Linked DNA regions of Mus musculus: regions 1, 3 and 4 are each linked to region 2. A link is a contact called in public HiChIP or PLAC-seq and promoter capture Hi-C data. All regions are on one chromosome and are shown on one strand. The core of a region is the stretch at or near the end of the contact, and the rest is flanking DNA. Distances in the headings are between cores, read along the strand shown.

What was found. Promoter capture Hi-C pulls out the DNA fragments that hold promoters and counts their contacts. HiChIP or PLAC-seq counts read pairs in DNA pulled down with a chosen protein or histone mark.
Region 1: a contact with region 2 is called in an H3K27ac HiChIP or PLAC-seq map of embryonic stem cells, with 13 times the contacts expected there. The contact joins the enhancer-like site here to the promoter of Tal1 in region 2. A contact is called at or near these places in 8 of 39 promoter capture datasets (cranial neural crest, embryonic stem cells, frontonasal cranial neural crest and 3 more), 1 of 15 datasets of contacts at CTCF or cohesin (stem cell-derived epiblast-like cells), 36 of 484 Hi-C or Micro-C datasets (B cells, cardiomyocytes, cerebellar granule neurons and 16 more), 13 of 115 datasets of contacts at active chromatin or transcription factors (astrocytes, craniofacial prominence, embryonic basal ganglia and 5 more) and 2 of 9 other capture datasets (embryonic stem cells and liver).
Region 3: a promoter capture Hi-C map of embryonic stem cells shows a contact between it and region 2, with 5 times the contacts expected there. The contact joins the enhancer-like site here to the promoter of Tal1 in region 2. A contact is called at or near these places in 2 of 39 promoter capture datasets (both in embryonic stem cells), 1 of 15 datasets of contacts at CTCF or cohesin (stem cell-derived epiblast-like cells), 4 of 484 Hi-C or Micro-C datasets (all in embryonic stem cells), 11 of 115 datasets of contacts at active chromatin or transcription factors (craniofacial prominence, embryonic forebrain, embryonic hindbrain and 5 more) and 1 of 9 other capture datasets (embryonic stem cells).
Region 4: a promoter capture Hi-C map of embryonic stem cells shows a contact between it and region 2, with 4 times the contacts expected there. The contact joins the promoter of Atpaf1 here to the promoter of Tal1 in region 2. A contact is called at or near these places in 11 of 39 promoter capture datasets (the HPC-7 cell line, HPC-7-derived erythroid cells, cranial neural crest and 5 more), 1 of 115 datasets of contacts at active chromatin or transcription factors (embryonic stem cells) and 2 of 9 other capture datasets (adipose tissue and embryonic stem cells).

Annotation. Positions count from the first base shown.
Region 1 is chr4:115,953,450-115,956,149 of GRCm38.p6, reverse strand. No RefSeq gene overlaps it. Among named protein-coding and RNA genes, the nearest start is that of Dmbx1, 15 kb to the right of the region's middle. Within about 2 kb of position 1,274, at least 6 of the 459 cell types and tissues checked have an H3K27ac peak or open chromatin away from gene starts, as enhancers often do. A contact at or near this core is called in embryonic stem cells and epiblasts, where this site is marked.
Region 2 is chr4:115,056,415-115,059,114 of GRCm38.p6, reverse strand. It overlaps Tal1 (T cell acute lymphocytic leukemia 1), which reads right to left and starts at 1,304. Exons shown (of 5, transcript NM_001287388.1): 1 at 1,244-1,304. It overlaps Gm33786 (a long non-coding RNA gene), which reads left to right. Exons shown (of 2, transcript XR_376559.3): 1 at 1-1,058; 2 at 1,206-1,493.
Region 3 is chr4:115,978,362-115,981,061 of GRCm38.p6, reverse strand. No RefSeq gene overlaps it. Among named protein-coding and RNA genes, the nearest start is that of Gm38492, 8.8 kb to the right of the region's middle. Within about 2 kb of position 1,396, at least 20 of the 459 cell types and tissues checked have an H3K27ac peak or open chromatin away from gene starts, as enhancers often do.
Region 4 is chr4:115,783,642-115,786,341 of GRCm38.p6, reverse strand. Atpaf1 (ATP synthase mitochondrial F1 complex assembly factor 1) reads right to left here and starts at 1,336. Exons shown (of 9, transcript NM_001369233.1): 1 at 1,038-1,336. The coding sequence starts at 1,291.

The DNA.
Region 1 (2,700 bases), core at 25-2,524, 900 kb before region 2:
GGGTTGCAGGGATTAGGGATGCCCATGAGGGTGGCTTGGGTGGCGGTCGGTGGCATTAAAGGAGGAGGTGAAGGTGATGGTGGTATGCAAGGCATAAGAACAACATTCACTGTCACCTATAATCCCAGCACCTGGGAGGCTGAGCCAGGAGTATTTTGAGTTTGAGGCCAGGTTGGGTTGCCTAGTGAAACTCTGGGGAAAGAAAAGAAAAGAAAGGAAAGGAAAGAAAAGAAAGGAAAGGAAAGGAAAGGAAAGGAAAGGAAAGGAAAGGAAAGGAAAGGAAAGGAAAAGGAAAGGAAAAGAAAAGAAAAGAAAAGAAATGAAAAAAAAGAAAAAAACCCAAAACCCTGAAAAACACGTAGTGGCTGAGCTCAGCTTTTTGGTTGGAGGATCACACTCTTCCAGGTTTTTTAGGCCTCTGGGAGGACTGATTTTCAGTAAGACTGAAGTCAAGGAGGGAGCAAAAATATCTTGTTCTATTGATCAACTAGGATCTTTGGGTCCCGGGTAGTGAAAAGGACAGAGGGAGGCAGACAGTGCTGCAGGGGCAGCTGGAGCTTGCCTTGCCCGGTTTCTTCCTGCTTCTCCTGGCCTTTGTCACTCTCTAAGCCCAGTATGTCTGCTCCTAAGAGTGGTCCCCACTAACGGTGCAGACAATGCCATAGGTAAGCCACCCATCCCATTATGGAACTCTGCTGGCCTTGTCTGCCCAGCGCAGGCCTGCCTGCTTCTTTCTGGCTGCTGCACTGAGCAGCAGTCTTAATAGAGAATCCGCCTCTGCGCTGCGGCTCCCCGCCCGCCCGCCCATCCCTATTATCGGCACCATCAACGGCGGCAAATGACACTCTCGGAATCTTGACTCCAATCTGATGCCTGGTCCCCGGGGCCGAGGAGAGGCGCAGGCCAGCTAGGCTGGGGGGCTGGGGAGGGGGTGTGCAGTAATAGGATGTGGCCGAGGATAGTCTATTAGCATTGCTGGAAATGTTGATGAGCCCCCTTTCTGGCCCCTTGTCGTCCCATCCTCGCTCAGCCAGACACTGAGGAGGCCTTGGTGGGGGTGGGGGGAATAGTTTGTGGGGCTGGGGCTGGGGTCCAGATATCAAGCTCCCTTGGGGACCATAGACCTTAGAGGAAGGTCAAGAAAATAGTTTATTTAGCCTTTTAGCCTTCTGACCACTGATCTGGGAGGAAGAGGGAGTGGGGTCCTTTCTAGCAGGGAGCACGTGATTTTTCCATTTCCAAAACAATGGGTCCTGGGGCTTCAGGTCTGGAAGGAGCCCCAAGGAGCAGTCCTCCCACCCACTCTCCCTTTTCCGGCCTCTTGAAAGTAAGCTGTTCAGTTCCTCCCTGGGATGCTTGCTAAGTGTTTCCTCTTTGGGAGTTCTGATTGGCTTTTCTCAGTATCAGCATCCTGAGATGCCTAGAGGTCACCTACCCACAAGACAGCTTCCCTGGGTTTGGAGAGGAAGTTAGGTCTCAAGCCTGTTTTCCTGGGCTACCTCAGTTCCTCATGGCTGCAGATCTGTTGGCCTGTGTGTAATGTGTTTATGGAAGGGTAGTAAAAGGCTGAGCCCAACCACAAGGTACAGAAGAGGCAGGGGAGATAGTGGGTAGAACCCCGGATGCATGAATGCAGAATAGTCGGATTCTAACCCAGTCCAGTTGCTTTGAGACCCTAGGAGAGCTACACACTGTCATCCTAAGTGCTTCTCCTTGCCCTGCCCTCTCTTCAACTGTCCTTTTTAGGATGATGAGCTAGGAGAGGTGGCACACACCCATATCCCAGTACCTGGGTTAGAACCACCAGGAGTTCAAGGTCATTATCAGCTACATAGTGAGTTCAAGGCCAGCCCAGGCTCCATGAGCCCTTGTCAAACAAACAAACAAACAAGCAAACAAACAAACAAAACTGGACCCCAAATTTGAAGAGAAAACGAAGCCCCTCAGGAGACTGAGGAGTTCTAATAGCTCATTGCTTTGGGAAGCCATGCATTTGGGGCTCGATGATATACAATAGAGTCAAGTTAACACCTCTCTTCTGTCCATGAAAACAGCTTGAAGGGGATGGGAGAAAATGAAGCAAAATGTAGAATGTGGTGTTGGGCCTGGCTCTATGGGACAGGCAAATGGGTGAGAGGGTAGAAGGCCTATCCTGTCTGGCTCTGTCCTATCCTGAAGGGTGTCTGACAAGTTGGAAGCCAGAGCACCTAGGCCAGCAAGACTGAACTTCTTAAAGCCCAGCTTTGCCAGAAGAAGAAGAGGTTGGACTAGCTGATCCAGGAAGGGGAAGAAAGAGCCATAGCCAGCTCTCCCCTCCCCCAAGCCTGGGCTTCTAAGCATCACGCCGAACTCAATCTGTTCTGCCCACTGCTTCCACCATGCCCCAGAGTCCAGAGGCCACAGACGGTCAAGCTGTTTGCCTCTGCTGAGTGGCTGCCCTCGGTGCCCCCAGCAGGGGCCTGGCCATCAGTCACAGGGCTGGCAGTCCTCAGGGCTGGACATAGAGCCTTATGGGCAGGGATAGATGTAGACTGTGGGTAGAAGGCAGCAGGGGGCACGGTCTCCTGGGCCCCCTTGGTGGCCTCTGTTCCCTTTGCAGCCCCCCTGCCCCTGCTTCTTTCTTCCTCTCTTCACTTGTGCCCGCCCATCTTGCCTTTCCCCACCTCCCAGCACCTGCCAGCCTCACCTGTCTGGTTCAGC
Region 2 (2,700 bases), core at 55-2,554:
ATGTAATTCTCTATTTGACGAGGGTGGAGAGAACGGGATGGAAAAACAAAAACAAAAACAAAAACAACAACAACAACAACAACAAAAACCCAAGAGTTTTCAGGCCCTGGCTGCTGGGTCAGAACCTGGGAGCCCTGGTCCCATACTCCTCATGACCCCATCTTTCAAGTTCCTGCCCAGGACAAGGCAGAACCTGTTTCCAAAGATCCTATTTCCCTTGCAGGGATGAAAGGGAGAGAGAGAGAGCTCTATCTGTTTTAGCTGGGTCCCTTGTTTTCTTTCTAATGGATGCAGAGATATAAAGGAAGGTATTTCACCATTTCTTCCACCACCTTTGCAAAAGATTTTCGACTTTCGGGGTTTTGACTGGCAGTAGATGAGAGTTAACTCTTACACCTCTTATACTGTTTCGCAGCGATAAACAAAGCAAAAGGAAAGACGGGCCAAAGCAGACCGACGCCACTTCCAAGAGCGGTAGCTGGATTTCGTTTGCTTTTATTTTTCGCCTCCTTTTTTTTTTTTAATTGTTTTGCCTGAGATGTCCACCGCCCAATGGCACATCGAAGTCTTGGGTTAATTGCGAAGGCTTCCTTCTCTCCGCTGCGGCTTTGGCGGAAGCTCAGAACTGCCTCCTCCCTGGCTTTCAATTCAGTGCGGGAGGTTTTCTTTCTCCTTGCTAATCCAGAGAAGGAGGGAAGAGGAGGGGAGACGCGGGGAATACACTCGTTCCCGTTGTTACTTGAGGCTAATGTTTGTTTTATGGAGTGACTCTTTATTCTGACTACCTCTTCATTTTCTTTCCCTACCCCAAACCTGGCAAGTTAGGGGAAAAAAAAAAAAAGCAGCTAGGGAGGGGCCTAAGACAGGACAGGACTGCTTTGTTCTCCCTCCAAAGAAGCTAAAGGGTAGAACTGGTGAGCTTTTTGTTCGATTGTTTTAATTAAAAGCGGATATTAAGGGTGATGGTGATGATGACGAAGGTATTAACAATCGCAGTAAAAGGGGAAAACGCGATCCTTCTTGTCCAGCTAAGGTGGCCCTGAAGCGGTCCTTCCAACGTAAGTGGACTCCAAGGGCAGCTAACCTGCTAGGGGGTCTGACTGGACCGGGATGGGAAAGGGACTGAGAAAATGTCCCCCGGGACGATCCCGAGGACCCCCACCCCTGGCACCAGACCTGGAAAATGTGCCCATTGTCTTTCCCAGCCTCTCCCAACCACCGCGGACGCACCCGCGAAACTGACCAGAAATAGGCGAAACCCAGGGGCAGCGCGAATCCAGGCCTGGCGCTGCGGGCGGGAAGACGCTGGCCTCAGCGAGCGCGGCTCATCTTCCAGATTAGAAGATTCCCCCCGCACACACCAGGGGACCCCCGCAACACCAAGGCACAGACAGCCTCCGGACAGAGCTGCCGCCCACTGGGCTCTGTCCGCCCATCCGAGCCAACACTGGCTCCCGAATACATCATAATTTGGAATAAAATGTGAAATCCCACTCCCCGCCCCCATGCTGACGCCCCCACCAGCGCCTCGATCTCTCGCTCGCCCTCCCCCCACTCCCGCCCCCAGCGATTTGCAAACGCACCTCTAAAGGACACAGGCACACAGGCATAGGACTCTTGTTGGACAGGACCACACATGGTCCAGGCCCAGAGGAGGGAAGCAGATGAACACGAGCTAGCTCTGTCCCACAAGCCGGTGTAGGCAGACCGGCATACTGTCCAACATGACACAGCGACATCAGTCACACGCAAACGCTCACAGACACACAACCTCACAGGGTGAGGATCACACCCGCCCGACATAACGAAACCAGCCTAACACTTTGTCCAAGGCCACACACTGCGATACACCAGACCGACCTTGTGGAGAAAAGAAACAGGGCAATTTACATACAACGAATAAAACGCAGAGAGGTCGGAATCTCCACACCCAGACAGCGCAGGGTTTCACACTCCCGCACACGACCTATCGCCAAAAGCCCACGCGGGGAGTAGCCACCGCAGCCTGCCGCTCACGCAAGCACTCTCAACCCGGCCGCCCGCACACACCGCCCAGAAGCAATGGAAGCCGCCAGCGCCTTGCGCTTTTCTGTCTATTGCGCAAGGGGAAAAGGGGAAGGAAGGAAGAGAGTCTCCCCGGCGGGAGGGGCAGCGGAGGGGCGTCGTGGAAAGTGCCCCCCGGGAAGAGACGGGGGAGAGGGAGCCGAGGCTGGAGTGCGCATGGGGAAAGACGGAGGAAACGGACGGGCAATTCCACGGGAGGCGACTGTCTCCCGGCCCTGGGAAGAAGGCCGGGACGCTCACGTTTTGCGCCTTGGGGGTGTGCGTGGCCATGTTGGGCAGCCCCCGCCCGCGCCTCGCCGCGCGCTCTAATCCCGCTCCCGCCCGCGGCCTCGTTAGCGCCGGCCGTGTGCGCCGCCGAGATAAGGAGCCGCCTCGGGCCCGCCCGCCCCCGATAAGCGCCTCGGCCATTATGGGCCAAATGATTCATTTTAATTTGGCAATTTCTCCGGAGGGAGCGGGGACGGGTTGCGGCGCTGGGATGGCCCAGGAATGCGCAGAGGAGAGGGCTGAGCGCTCACGTTGGGACCCGGCGGGTTCCGCCCGTTCCCCACCCCTGGCCCCTCGGGATTCCCGCTCCCTACAAACAACCCGACTCGGATCTCCGCCTCCCAGATGCTCGTTCAGCGGCTTTGGCCG
Region 3 (2,700 bases), core at 147-2,646, 920 kb before region 2:
CGTTTCCATCTCTTCAATTCTACTGGAGCCCAAGATCCCTGATGAAGAGCCCGCCCCCCCCCCCGCCCCCCATATGCTTAGTAAGAAGGTTAAGGGATTCTCTAGTCTGCTGCCTCCCGTCCCTGCCTTCCAAAGCTGGTTACCAAGTATGGACAACAGAGGGCAGCATTGAGCTTCACACAGCGGAGCCATTGCCTTGTGCTCTCAGACCCATTGCAAACTGCACTTCCTTCCCCTCTTCAGATCCTCCAGCTCCAATCCATAGATGAGGAAATCGGTTCTTGGAAGGACAGAGAGGAGGATGCAGGAACAAGTTAGGCAATTTGACGCTGGGTTAAAGTTCGCAGGTTTTAAGGTAGAGGGAGTAGAATTTTTGGGAAGATGAAATTAGCTACAGGAAAGAGAGCAGGGGATGCCAGGTCCAGGGGCTGAGTAAATAGGAAGTACTGTCATGGGGACAGACCTTCAGGGCTGGCTTTTCTCTAGTCTATTGAGCTAATGCTTTTTTCTCCTTATTCCCAGTCCAGCTTCATCCATGACTTTAATCTCTGTCCCATTACACAGCAACACCGCTGATCTGAGTGACTGTGTTCCCCAGTTCCTCTGTGGGGGCCTCCCTGAGGTCAGTGTTGGGGTGCACATAGGATCCTCTGGAACAGGACAGCTTCTACTCCCTTCCCAATCTTAACCTGGCAGCCAAGGAGGCTTGATCTGGGCTTGGGTAGGTCCTGCTTTGGCTCTGTCACTGTGTGACCTTGGGCAGGAAGCCCAGTTCCTCCAAACATCTCTAAGAGGGCACTAAAGATTCTGCCACGGACTCTGGAGGTTGCAGACCTATAGAGGTGAGGAGCAGGTGGAAGGGACTTGGGCTCCCTAAGCTATGAGTGTGTGAGGCAGGAGGCTACCTGACTAGGTGTCAGAATCCAGAGTTCTCAGGGAAAAGCTGGCCTCTCGGTGGGAGTCTGTGAGACAGCAACAGTGTGGGTCATTACCTCAGAAGAGTTTAATTCACAAGCAAGAAAAGTTCTTGGTGTGAAGAGATCTATCTCTACAGCCGCTGGGCCTGAGGCCTCGCACCCACACCCTTTGAGAAATAGGGTTGCCAGAGTTCGAGTTTGGTGGACTGCTGATAAGAACTATTGCCTCAGTTCCAGCCTCAGTTTCCCCTTTGACGGCGTGGGGAAGAGGTCCCCGTGTTCCCAGCCCTTGCTTTCTCCTGGAAGGCTTCACCAGTGCAGACCTGCCTCGCCCCTGCAGCCTTTCCCTTTTCCACCCAGAGTCCTGCTCCGCAGACAGGACCGCAGAGCGGGCGTCTGCCCTCCGGGGGGACCTGGACCCGAGGGCCCGGTGGTGCGGACTCCGCCAGGCGGGCCCGATCGCTCCCGCCGTGCTGCAGCTCGCTCTGCGCACGGCCGCCCCGCCTGCCGCGCCTCCCCGGGCGCCCGCATTAAAGCGCATATGCAAGCCATGAATTATCAACTGAAAGGAGTCAATTACCGGCTCTAAAAACGAGTGTCTGCGCCCGGAGCGCCCCGGGCCATCCGCCTATTTACGGAGCGATTTCCCCCGCCCCGCTGGGGAGGAGGCCACGGGAGGGGGGGGGGGAGAGTTGAAGCCACGGAGCCCGAGACTGAGGGAGAGAGGTCTAGAGACAGGAGTGGGAGATGCGGGGGGTGGGGGTGGGGGCTGAGGAACCTTAAGGAGTGAGGGTCGGGAAGGGAGAAAAACAGCCCCGGCCCCTTCCATCTTCAAAGCAGTGAGTTTGAAGTGGGGTCCTAGGGACTTTCAAGCCCTGAATATCTGTTTAAGGACCCAGCCCTGGAAAGGGTGGCCTCTAGACTAGACCTGGAGAGGATGAGCATCCTCTCCAGGAGGTTATTCCATCCTTGCAGGAAAGTGGGGGAGCAGGCTGCCGCATTGTCCATGAGGAGCAACCACTGGGGAAAAGGCAGGAGGTGTGAGGAACAGGGACCCAGTGTTGGTGGAGTCCAAAGTGGGGGCGTTTGCATTGCCCCTCAGCAGTGACAGAAAAAATAGCCAAACCAATCCCACTGTGCCCTGGAAGTTCTTTGACCTCCTCACCCACTCCAGGTACTCTCCTCCGGAAGTGCTTTTCTTGCCTGCCCGTTGTTTGTACCTTCTTCTGTACATGCACCTGCCTCCAGTATAGCACTCACTAACTACATCCTATTCCTTAATCCGGACCTGACTTCTCTAGCAGGCAATGGGCACCATCATGGTTGTCTGTCTTGCTCAGTACTGCATTTGCCAAGGGAGCTCTGTAAAACTTTTAGCAGGCAGGCAGGCAGGGAGGGAGGGAGGGAGGGAGTGATGGAGGGAGGAGTGAAGTAGCCAGAGGGGACTTAGGCCTAGATGTGACCAGGACGGCAAAATGCATAGACCCAAAACAGGCCTATGGGATTGGACTGCTTCAGACTTGCACAGTGTGTGCGGGGGTGGGGTGGGGGGCGTGAGTGGGGGTTGGGGGTGAGAGGGGCTGAGGACAGGCCAGCCCTTTCTTTGCAGCAAGGGACAGGGGAAGTGGGAGAGGAAGCAGGAAGCAAGAGACCTGAGGCCTTGTGCATTAGCCCAGCAGTCACTGCCAGAGGCCCTTGGCTTTGCCCTGAGTGCTTCAGGGCCCCTAACATCCTAGATTTCCTCTGCAAGCACAGACAGGGAGCCCTCAGAAATTTCCCATAG
Region 4 (2,700 bases), core at 87-2,586, 730 kb before region 2:
CAGGGATGGCACCATCCACAATGGGTCCTCCCACCCTTGATCACTAATTGAGAAAATGCTTTACAGCAGGATCTCATGGAGGCATTTCCTCAACTGAAGCTCCTTTCTCTGTGATAACTCCAGCTTGTGTCAAGTTGACACACCAAACCAGCCAGTACACCTAGTTAGAGGATGCTGCTGCCCCGCGTGAAGACGAAGAACTTAAGGGAGTGGAATTAAAATGAGACAAAATGCAGAGAACTTCTAGCCGGTAACGTCTGGCTTCCTTTCAGAAGTGCCTTCCTATAGCACCAAACTCTCAGACCACCATTCCTTACCTTCATCCTTCGTCCTGGAACTAGGCACCCACTCTACCTACCTTAACAGCCATAACCCTACGACACTTTTCCTCCTCAGTGCTGGAGATGGAACTCAAGGCCCAGTGCATAGTAAGCAAGTTCTCTTCTACTAAGCCACACCTCTTTCATCTTCACGGTTTACCTTCTGGAAGCTGACGCCTTAGGAACCCTGGTTACAGTCAGATAAACCTTAACCAACTGTGTGACCTCGGGCAAGACTCTACCTCTCTCCAGATCCCTACATTTCCTTAGTGAGAGGGTTCAATGGGCAATACAAACGTAACATTATCATATCAGTCTTTGCCACAATCCCAGTCTCCTTGTCCAGGCAGTCAGGGCCCTAAGCTGGGAGAGCCTGTGAACTTGATCTCTCAGGCAGGTATCTGCTGACTCAACATGTGACCTTGAGCAAATCAAATGCCTTCGCTGAAGGTCTTCATTTTCATCTTCCTAAGTAGGGGACAACTTTCTCTGAGCTGTCTTCTTCATAGGGCTTTAAAGAGTGTTTTGACGACTGTGGAAAGACCCAAAGAGTCTGCAGAGATGTGACTTTAGGCAAGTGGCCTGGCCTCTCTGAACTTGGAAACAAACTATTGGTATAGCAGGGCCAGGGCAAGCCCACCGTCCCGGAGAGTAGTGCATGCCGGAAGCTCTGCCCGCCGGTCGTGAGTCCCCACCCCCACCCGACCAGGACCGCACCTGCGCAGCTGCTGGATCTTGTCCCGGTAGCGGTCGTAGAAGGGGTTCGCTTCCAGCTCGCTGACCCCACTGCCGTCTGCTCCCTCGGGGGGCAGGCCCGAGCCCCGGCGCACCGGGAACACGCGCAACTGTGCCGGTGACACGAACCCCAGCCCCAGGGCGCGGCTGCGCACTGCACACAGGCCTCGGTAGAGACCCGCCACCTGCAGGACTGCGGGGCACGCTCCACCCGCAGCGGACACTACCGCCGCCATGGCCGCCTGCGACTCCCCCTCCTCCTCCTCGGGCGCGTCAGCCTCGGCCCCCGGCCCGCGCGCCTGCTCCATCTCCCGCAAGGTCCGCGAGGCCCGCGTTCCGCCACCGAGGTTCCGCGCGCTCAAGGTTCCGGGTGCTGGAGTGGAGAAGGGACAACGACGCTTCGGGCTGGCAGCTCCCGGTTCTGCCCACCCGCTCTAGGGGTGTCGTGGCGCGTCTCCTCCCGGGAGTCTGCCAGGATTCACCCCACCCCCTACCCCCGACCAGCAGCCTCTGCGCGCCAGGCTTCTGGAAAGCTGGCTTGCATCTTCGGGTTCTCACAGGGCTTGCCCCTTTTCTAAATTTACTTGGCACTAGCTGTAACAGTTTCTTTAGCTGCAAAGGATGTCTGAACATCATAGCTGAAGCTTCTCTTTATCAGTGTCTATTTGCAGAAGGTTCCATTGGCCTCATACCCTATGAAGTAGATATTAACCTCATTTTACAGATGGAGAAGCTAAACAGGCTGTGAACCATTAAAGTAGTAAGTTCCACCTAAAAGCTAAGCTTTTTAAAAACGCAATGCCTCTGAAGTCTGGGTTCCTTCCTGGCATTTAATTGAACTACTTTCCTCAGAGACATAAGGAATTATCCTGGACAAGTCTTTATTTGGGCTCTCCCCTTCTCAACCAAAATGTCACCATCTTCATTTGCTGAACCAAACTTGAGCTTAGGAACAATGGTATCTCACCTGCTACCATCCAAAGCAGACCTTATGTGAGGGCAGTCACATGGAAGTCCTTATCTGGACCTTAGTTGATAGGAACCTCTCCCGAGGCAGGAACAGGGACTCCAAACTCTGTTCAATACAGCCTGCGCTCAGACATCAGACTCTCGATGCTGGGACAGTGCATTGGGAGATATGGAAGTCTGACTTTGCTGGCCTGTACCTGGCTCAGAATTTTTCCACGTGCTGTTTCCTCTGCTCAAACAGGCATGCATTGCCTCCTCCTCATCTGGAACTCAGTTCTCTCAGCGCCTCAAAGAGACCTCTAGAGAAACCTCCCCATCCTTTAAAAAAAAAAATTGTGTTCAAGTGTGGTGAAGCACATGTGGAAATCAGAAGACAATTTTGTGAAATAGGCTCTCTCCTTCTTTTCCAGTTTCCAACTCCTTTCCAGCTGATCTAATTCAGCTCTCCAGGCTCACAGGGCAAGTGCTTTTAAGCTGCTGAGCCATCTCTCCCCCATTCCTCCTTATAGTCTATCTTTACTCTTCCCCCACCCAGAGCTGAGGACTGAACCCAGGGCCTTGTGTAAGCACTCTACTAAGCTAAATCCCCAACCCTTTCCAGTCTTTTTTTTTTTTTTTTTTTTGGTTTTTCGAGACAGGGTTTCTCTGTATAGCCCTGGCTATCCTGGAACTCACT